2 separate regions of the Zea mays genome follow, and region 1 is linked to region 2. Evidence: chromatin contacts called from public Hi-C data. All regions are on one chromosome and are shown on one strand. Each heading gives the region's core, a stretch centred on a gene start, on an enhancer-like site or on the middle of the called end of the contact. The rest is flanking DNA. Distances are from core to core; before and after follow the strand shown. Region 1 holds the start of LOC100280761 (RNA-binding protein 8A). Region 2 has its middle 140 kb from the start of LOC100193483.

Region 1 (4,286 bases), core at 663-3,162, 240 kb before region 2:
GCACACCTGCCAGATTGGCACACGAACTTTTGCAGGGTGGACGTCTCCGGGGATAGCGGCACGGCGTGTCGGCGGCGGCGGCAGTGTCAATGGCGGCTAGACGGAGATCAGGGGTTTCTGTTGTTTTTTTTTTTCTTGTTGAAAGGGGAGAGGAAATAGGAGTGCAAGGTGGTACGAGGATCGGGCCTTTGTCCTACCGCTAGGCCTGGACTCGGCGGTGCATGATGGTGAGCAGCGGAGCCAAGCCCGGGCACATGCCTCGGCAGGCCGATGCTGGCTCCGCCGCTGATCGCATGCATATACTGTCAGAGTTTACTTCAGTGGCGATGTGCCGAGCTTCTGAAAGATGAGATCGAGCACCAGTGGGACAATATGCTAGCACACGGTATCATCCAAGAGTCAACTTGCCATTTTCCTCCCCGATGCTCCTTGTCTGCAAGCACGACAACAGCTAGCACTTCTCTGTTGACTACCGTGCCCTCAATAATAACACCGACAAGGATAGGTTTTTGATATTGGTGGTTGATGAGCTCTTGGATGAGCTGAAGGGCGCTCGTTTCTTCACCAAGATTGACCTGCACAGTGAGTACCATCTTTGGTGACATCACCAAGACGACGTTTCGTACCCACCTGGGCCACAACAAGTTTCCCGCTGACCAACGCTCTAGCCACATTCCAAGGTCCAGGCATTGATGAATGATGTCTTGAAGCCTTTCATCCAGCGCTTTATCCTTGTGTTTTTATGATATAGTAATATTCAGCCCTTCGTGGACTGAACATTTAAATGTCCGTACCATGTTGCAGCAAGTGTGAGACCACCTCTTTGCCAAGCACTCCAAATGCCACTAATAACAGCACCATTCCAAGTGTCCGTCCAGCCCAAGCCATAGATAAGGCTGGGCTAGTTAAGAAAGAGGAATTAGAGGGAAGATTTTAGGAGCTGTGATTGAATAATTGTATAAAGTTCCAACTGATGCAAGGGAAACAACAAAGAAGCTCAATTGCGACCTCACATGAACCAAAACTTTAGAACTACAGAAATAAACAATGTCATATAACAGTAGTCAGGTTGAAAATAACTCTCTTGGTATAGCTACAAAAAAAAAAGTAGAACACTTGAATTTATTATTATACCCTCGACCCATCACTATCACTATTAATATCGGGGTAAGGTGTAACCTGAGATTAAGTTCCCTAGACAAAACCCATAGAACAATTCACTGCAGCAACTAGATCACCCAAAGCCCCACATCACATTACTTGCGAAAAAATCGATCTTTTCCACATCGGAACAAGTTTTGCTAAGTCGGCCATGGAATTAACCGATCAATGAGAAATATTAAGGTTATTCGAACACCCCATATCCGCTCATCAGACAGAGAAAGCAATACATCGAAGCGACACAAATACTGACTACACAGGCAGTTAGGCACCCATAACAAATTTGAGAATCAAACAGTCCTACTTGCCTCAGTAATACGTTACCAAAAAAACGCTAGCAGTTCAAGCAAACCTTTGAGGAAAAAAAAAAGAAAATAAAGAAAGAGAGGAGAAGGCGTACATTGGATGGGTCCCGGGCCGCCGAGCGAGTCGAGGTCGGCGCGTCCCCCCGCGCCAAAGCGCGAATCGCGGGGCGCAGAGGAGTTGGGGTCCTCGCGGAAGCCGCGGCCCTTGGTCCTACGCGGCGCGTCGTCGCCCGCGATGGTGGAGCGGAGACGCGAGGTGGGGGCCGGCGCTGGATCCGGCCCGGCATCCTCGTCCATGAGGTCGTCGTCGTCTAGGTCGAAGTCGACCACCTCCACATCGGCGTTCATAACCGCCGCCATAGCCGCCGCCGCCGCCGCCGCCGCTGGATTCGGTTGGATAGGGTTGGGGGAAGGGCGACTTTTGGGGATTTCGGGAATTGCTAGGCGACTTTTCAAGGTAACCCCTGAGATATTATTATTAGCATTTGTAAGACGCCTCTGATCTAGAGATGTCAATGGGAAAATTCCCCACCGAGTTATAGCATCTCATACTCATCCCGATCATGTTTGATCCATTCACATACTCATTCTCATACTCATCATGAGTACAAAACTCATCACATACTCATTCACATTCGGGTTTCGGGTCCCCAATGGGTCTCCATCCCCAATTAAGTGATAACTAGGTACTAACATATAGCACAAACAATCTAGATTTCAGACATCACTACATCGACAAGCACGCATCTATGAATCATGATCCATTCATTCATCCATCAGAAAAGACATAAGTACGTCGGGACCGATAAAAGAAATGGAGAAATGGAGTTTTCTCACCTTCCTTGGTCACCATCTGAGTTGTTGGCACCTGAGAATCCATGGTTGTCACCGTCGTTTGGGCAAGGTGTAGCATATGACTGGTTATTTTAGAGTTTTGTTTTTTACTAGTCTGCTAGTTGCCTTGTTGGGCTAGCACCTGGGGCCTGGTGCGCTGTCGTGCTGGGCTTAGTGGTCGGCTCGGCCTCAACTCATTCATACAAACACGACAGGTGTACACGTATGAAATACTTATGGGTAATCAGGTTCGGATTATTGCTTCCCAAACCCATACCCGTTTACCCAATGGATGGAGATTTTGTCTCATATCCATACCCATGGGACAATTTTCGTCCCATACCCGTACCCTAATAGGGGAATTCCCTACGGGTTGGCGGGTATCGGGTCTCCATTGACATCTCTACTCTGATCTGATAGGCATCTCAGTTTTCATGTGAGTACTCGAGGTGTGTTTGGTTCAAATTCCTGAACCAAATTGGCAGTCAAAAAAGTCTAGAATCTTAATTAAATAGGTACAATAATATAATAGATTTTTTAAAATCTATATATTCTTCTAGTTCAATGTAGAATCACTTTCAACCCCAAAATTTTTAGATTCATGTCATCGATATTATCTACAATTGAGAGTGTTTCAACCAAACATATTTTAGTTTTCTCACAATCGTTAGCTCATAGCAGCTTTCTCACATCTCATAGATAGAATTGGATTTTTAGAAATCTACAATTGAACCAACCAAACCCTAGAACAGGTAAGACACCACATCGACCAATTGCTTTTGCCTATCAGCTAGTGGCATCTTCAACGGTATCCAAAATGCTACGAGGCAATTGATTTTGTGTTCCTTAAAGATTAAAATATGTTTCTAAAATATTCTCCAACATGTTTACTATTTTCTATATGAAGTTATTTCGTCTCCTCATTTACATATACAATAATCTGGAACGTCATAATTAGATACTCAGGGGCACTAACATTTGTATCTAAAATACCACAATCAGGTTCCGCAACATGTACTGCGACTATAATATGTACCACGAAGAAGTGGTAAAAACCATAGAAGTTGAGGCACAAACTTGCTTCTCATCAAGGCCAATATGTCGGAGTACCAGACTCTTCCTAATTATATCATCCTATGAAGATACAACATGTCTCGTTTTACAAATTTGGTATGCTTATGAGTACAGTAGAAATAATATCTCTTTGATCTTTTAGGATAGCCAATGAATAACAACTTATTATCTTAGGGTCTAAGTTTATGATATTTAGGTTAAATATCTTAGCTTCTGCTATGCTGCTCCACACGAGCAAATGAGTTAGTAAGGACTTTCTCCTAGCCCATAACTCATATGATATTTTAGGGATTGACTTAATGGGAAATATACAAAGGATATGAGCAACGGTATTTAGTACCTCCATCGACAAAATGAAGTAACTTATCATGCTTATTACCATATCCATCAAAGCGCAAATGTACCTTTCAGCCACTCCATTTTGCTAAGAGTCACACGATATGGAATATTGGTCAAATATATCACTTCTAGTAGGAACCTTGCAAATGGTCAATAAACTTGGCCATAATAGGTATGCTTTCCTTAGTACTTACCACCCTGATTCCATCTCACTATCTTGATATTTAAGTCATGTAATTCTCAACTTTAGATTTGAAAAAATTAAACTTGTCTAATGTTTCTGACCATTCCTTAATTAGATAAACATACCCATATCACAAGAAATCATGAGTAAATATAATGAATGAATCAAAATCATCCACTGTCTTTATATAAAAAGGACCATAAATGTATGTATGAATTATTTCTATAGCTCTCGTGCTTTGCTTTGCGTCTTCCTTAATTTATTTCACATACTTTTCTTTAATACATTATATGCATTGGTTAGAATAGGATAAGTCTAATGGATCGAGAACTTCTTCTTTAATTAATCGTTCAAATGTTCCCCTTGAGATATGACCTAAATGATAGTGT
Region 2 (4,415 bases), core at 668-3,167:
GGAGGCTGCCATCAGGTGGACAAAAATTTAAGAATGGAATTCGTAGTAGCAGCCACACGGAGCCGTCGGGGGCCAGCAATGAGACAAGAGATCGCTAGGAACTACGACTGACGACGAGCGAGATGCTAGTATGTGACTAAATGGAAGAGGTAGCCACCCGCCCGCTCGGTGCTACTACCTTCGTACCTCACGTGAGGGTGTCGCTACTCAGACACGGCCAAATAGGAAGCAGGGAAGGGGAAACTAACCGGGGCGTAGATGACGTGATGATGCGAGGGTGGCCGATGAAGGCGCTCTGCAGGGAGGCGAAGCTGGAGCAAAGCGACGACGACAGTGTCGCCATCTGCCCACCTCTCTCAATCTATCTCGTCTCGGCCTCGCAGTCGCGGCCACCAACTACTTCAAAGCCCCAGTGTCCGTCCTACTGCGGTTGTCGCGGTAGATCTCGGGCGAGCGAGGTAGGGGAAGAGGTGTGTGTTGATGGGTGGCAGGGGCATCGCGAGCGGAGGTGGGTGTGGCGACAACTATCGGGGGAAGGGAGGGGGGTCACCGCGAGCAGGGCGGGCGCAGCGGCCGTGTGTCCTCTATCGAGGCGAAGGCTGAGGCGAGCATTGCATGGCTGGGGAAGACGGGGGCGGGGGCGTCGGGGTGGGTGGAAGCGAGGGACACCGAGGGGAGGGGGTGCACGTGTGCGGGCATCGCGACGACGACGCTGGAATCGCGAGGGCTTGCAGGCGAGGATGGCGCGGAGGGGGCCGTCGGGGCGGGGGCGCATATAGCGGGAAGCGAGGCGTATAGATATTGGTGGGGAGGCATCAGCGCGATAGCAGGACACGAGGCGGTGGGACAGGGACAACTCGTGGGGCGCGCGAGGGCATGGTGACGCTACTCTGGACTCCCACACTGTGTCCTTATAGAGTAGCGGAGGTGGGTGTGGCGGGTGGCAGGGGGCATCGCGAGCGGAGGTGGGTGCGGCGACGACTATCAGGGGGAGGGAAGGGGTCACCGCTAGCAGGGCGGCCGTGCGTCCTCTGTCAAGGCGAAGGCTAAGGCGAGCATTGCGCGGCTGGGGGAAGACAGGGGTGGGGGCGTTGGGGCGGGTGGAAGCGAGGGGCGCTGAGGGGAGGGGGTGCGTGGGCATTGCGACAACGGCGCTGGAATCGCGAGGGCTTACAGGCGAGGATGGCGCGGAGGGGGCCGTCGGGGCGGGGGCGCATATAGCGGGACGCAAGGCGTATAGATTTTGGTGGGGAGGCATCAGCGCAATAGCGGGACGCGAGGCGGTGGGACAGGGACGACTCGTGGGGCGGGGGCATGGTGACGCTACTGTGGACGCCCACACTGCGTCCTTATAGAGTAGCGGAGGTGGGTGCGGCGGGTGGCAGGGGGCATCGCGAGCGGAGGTGGGTGCGACGACGATAATCGGGGGGAGGATGGGTCATCGCGAGCAGGGCGGGCACAACGGTCGTGCGTCCTCTGTCAAGGCGAAGGCTGAGGCGAGCATTGCATGGCTGGGGGAAGCGAGGGGCGCCGAGGGGAGGGGGTGCGCGTGCGCGGGCATCGCGACGACAATGCTGGAATCGCGAGGGCTTGCAGGCGAGGATGGCGCAGAGGGGGCCGTCGGGGCGGGGGCGCATATAGCGAGACGCAAGGCGTATAGATTTCGGTGGGGAGGCATCAGCGCGACAGCAGGACGCGAGGCGGTGGGACAGGGACGACTCGCGGGGCGGGGGCATGGTGACGCTACTATGGACGCCCACACTGCGTCCTTATAGAGTAGTAGAGATACCTTGTACTTTGAGTCATGGTTGTGTTTCACAGCCCCTCCCCCTTTTCCGTACAGAATTTCCTGTGCTTCATTTTGTCCCACGATGTAATCCAAAACGATGTACGGCCCGGCCCGTTCCCATAATGTGTGATCCAAAATGAGTCCGGTCCCCAAAATGCAATTGGCCCAAAAATGTTCTGCCGCGTCCATGTCAAATGCAACGTGACATTTCAATTTGTCTGCATGTCTTTCTTTTTATTTTAAACGGGTTTCAAGTAATTTTTCAATGATTTTTTTCAGGTAGAAACTCACTATGAGTCTGATTGTATATGTTGAAGCTTTTCCCAATCAGATTTCTTTTAAGAACATTCAAAAGAGTGCCTCACATTTAATTTTCCCAATCAGATTAGCTTCATATAATACAGATAGCCATGCGTTGTAGTGGTACTGCTTGATTTGAGCTGAGTGTGTACAGGGTTCAACCCTGCCCACGTCACATTCTTGGTTTTTGAGCTCGGTGCAAACCATAAAATGGCGCACTAATCGGTTCAATCTAAAAACTTAAGTTGTTAAGAGAAAGTAGGCAATCTACACATATACACTTGAACACATTCACTCATATGCAGACATAGAGAAAGGCGTAAACGTGAAAATAAAGGCATAAATAATGAAGCCTCTGCCACCTAGAGACCTCCGTTTGTCGAATAATATGATATCGACCATACCAAATTAAAGGAAGAGCCAATCAACTACTTTGTCGACCGATAAACCTGCCAAATACCAAAATCTAATGGCTAGTTTGGAAACCTCATTTTCCCAAGGAAAATTAGTTAATTTTCCCTTAGGAAAATAGACATCCATTGGAAAAATGGAGTTCCCAAACTAGTCATAAAGAGGATTATACGTACGATAGACCAATCTCCAACTAGAGTAGATCGAGCTCCTTCACCTTGCTGATGTTACAATAATAATAATAACAAATAAAAAGGTTGGGAACAATTTTGAGAAAAAAATATCCAGCTGTTAATAATAACAGCAGACCACTCTCCACTTAATAAGATACTGGATTATATTTGGAGTCCTAATGGGCTTCTGTTTTACTTTGAGAGGCCCTGCAAACCCAATGTTGTATTGATATTATAAGATCATAAGAGAGGAATAAATAATACTAGTATAATACCCGTGCATTGTGACGGTATCCAACCATATTTGATGATATTAATTGGGTGACCAAGCGACACTTGAGAGTCTTAATGGACCTTCCACATAAAAATACACATAATAAATGAATTTAATGTCAAAGTGAACATATTATTCATATACCAGATATTGAACCGGTGAAACAAATATTACACTTGATCTAACGCTTAACATGATTACTGAAATACATACTTGCTCTTGTCTTTAGAGTATCATATCAAACAATAAAAATATTTTCTGCTTTTACAGAGCCTTGTACTTATTTCCAATTGTGTAGTTGGTTTCACTTAAAATTCAATGTGAAATGAATTCGGCCTGAACAAAACTTTTTCATAGTTATGCTCTAGCAATGTTCCACAATTAAATGGCTAGAAATCTGTATAAGACCTTGCTGCATTTGGTGATGTGTGGAATGCACGAACTACACCCTATGTTGAATGAGAGGAGCGGAGCTCGCGCCGGAGCGGAAGACGAGTGAGCTAGGCGACGGACTCCCGGTCCCTGGGGGCGACGAGGAGGTTTAGAGTTGGCTAGACTCGATGCAACTTTTATCACCTAGTGAGCATTTTTATCTGGAGGCGAGCGCCCTAATCTTCCTCGCCGGTGGCGGTGCAACAGCGGAAGAAGTGGGCGAATGTTGTTGCGAAATGGATGAGATTTGTTGCTAGAGCGACAGCTACAAGAATGCTGATGTGCAAACAAATAAGGTAGAGGATGGGATACGATCTTAGACCGTAGGCTGATTTTAAAGAAATATAAGGGTTTTTTTTTAAAAAATGATGCAGTACGACCGTTCAAACTAATGCTTTAATATAGTAGAGAATTGACGGTCCATGATGCTCGGGCCGGGGGTTACTTGTCTTGTCCCTGTCCCCCGGCCGGCCCTGCTTGCCGACATGTCATATCTTGTCCACCCGTCGGATGCTGCTGTTAAACAACAAATCAACAATAATAATGCAGCACCCAGATAATTAATATACCGACGACCTGCATTCCCACAGCAAATCATCGGCCAAACGACTTCGCCAGACCACTGCCAACAATCGGGTTGGGCTTTTCGGTGGTGGGGTGGGGGTGGGATCGATCGGCAGCTCCTCCCTGACCTCCTCCATTGTTGGCTTTTTGAGCTTGGCGCCATGCTGCGCGAGCGAGCAATGTAACTAATGCATGCATGCAGGCATGCCGTGGGCCTTTCTGGCTCGATCTAGGCGAAGCGTCGTCCATGTGATGTGTGGTGAGAACGATGAGACGATGACGATGGACCGGACGAGATGCATGTGTCCACTCCAGATAGCTAGTAGCGTCGTCGTCGTCGTCCTGTCCACCTCGCACGCACCCAATGACCACACACAGCGAGCGAGCGAGCTAGCAAGCAAGCAAGCTTCTTGTCCTAGCTAGCTCCTGGTGTGCTGATCGTCCCTGCCTTTAATTTGTTTGTTTGGTGGTG

What was found. Hi-C and Micro-C count contacts between places; a contact is called where the count stands out from the background.
Region 1: a contact with region 2 is called in a Hi-C map of leaf, with 2.6 times the contacts expected there. The contact joins the promoter of LOC100280761 here to the enhancer-like site in region 2. A contact is called at or near these places in 9 of 25 Hi-C or Micro-C datasets (bundle sheath, ear, leaf and 2 more).

Annotation. Positions count from the first base shown.
Region 1 is chr10:90,009,615-90,013,900 of Zm-B73-REFERENCE-NAM-5.0, reverse strand. LOC100280761 (RNA-binding protein 8A) reads right to left here and starts at 1,912. Exons shown (of 4, transcript NM_001153682.2): 1 at 1,562-1,912. The coding sequence starts at 1,826.
Region 2 is chr10:89,769,088-89,773,502 of Zm-B73-REFERENCE-NAM-5.0, reverse strand. It overlaps the pseudogene LOC103642609. Among protein-coding and RNA genes, the nearest start is that of LOC100193483, 140 kb to the right of the region's middle. Within about 2 kb of position 1,917, at least 3 of the 20 cell types and tissues checked have an H3K27ac peak or open chromatin away from gene starts, as enhancers often do. A contact at or near this core is called in bundle sheath and leaf, where this site is marked.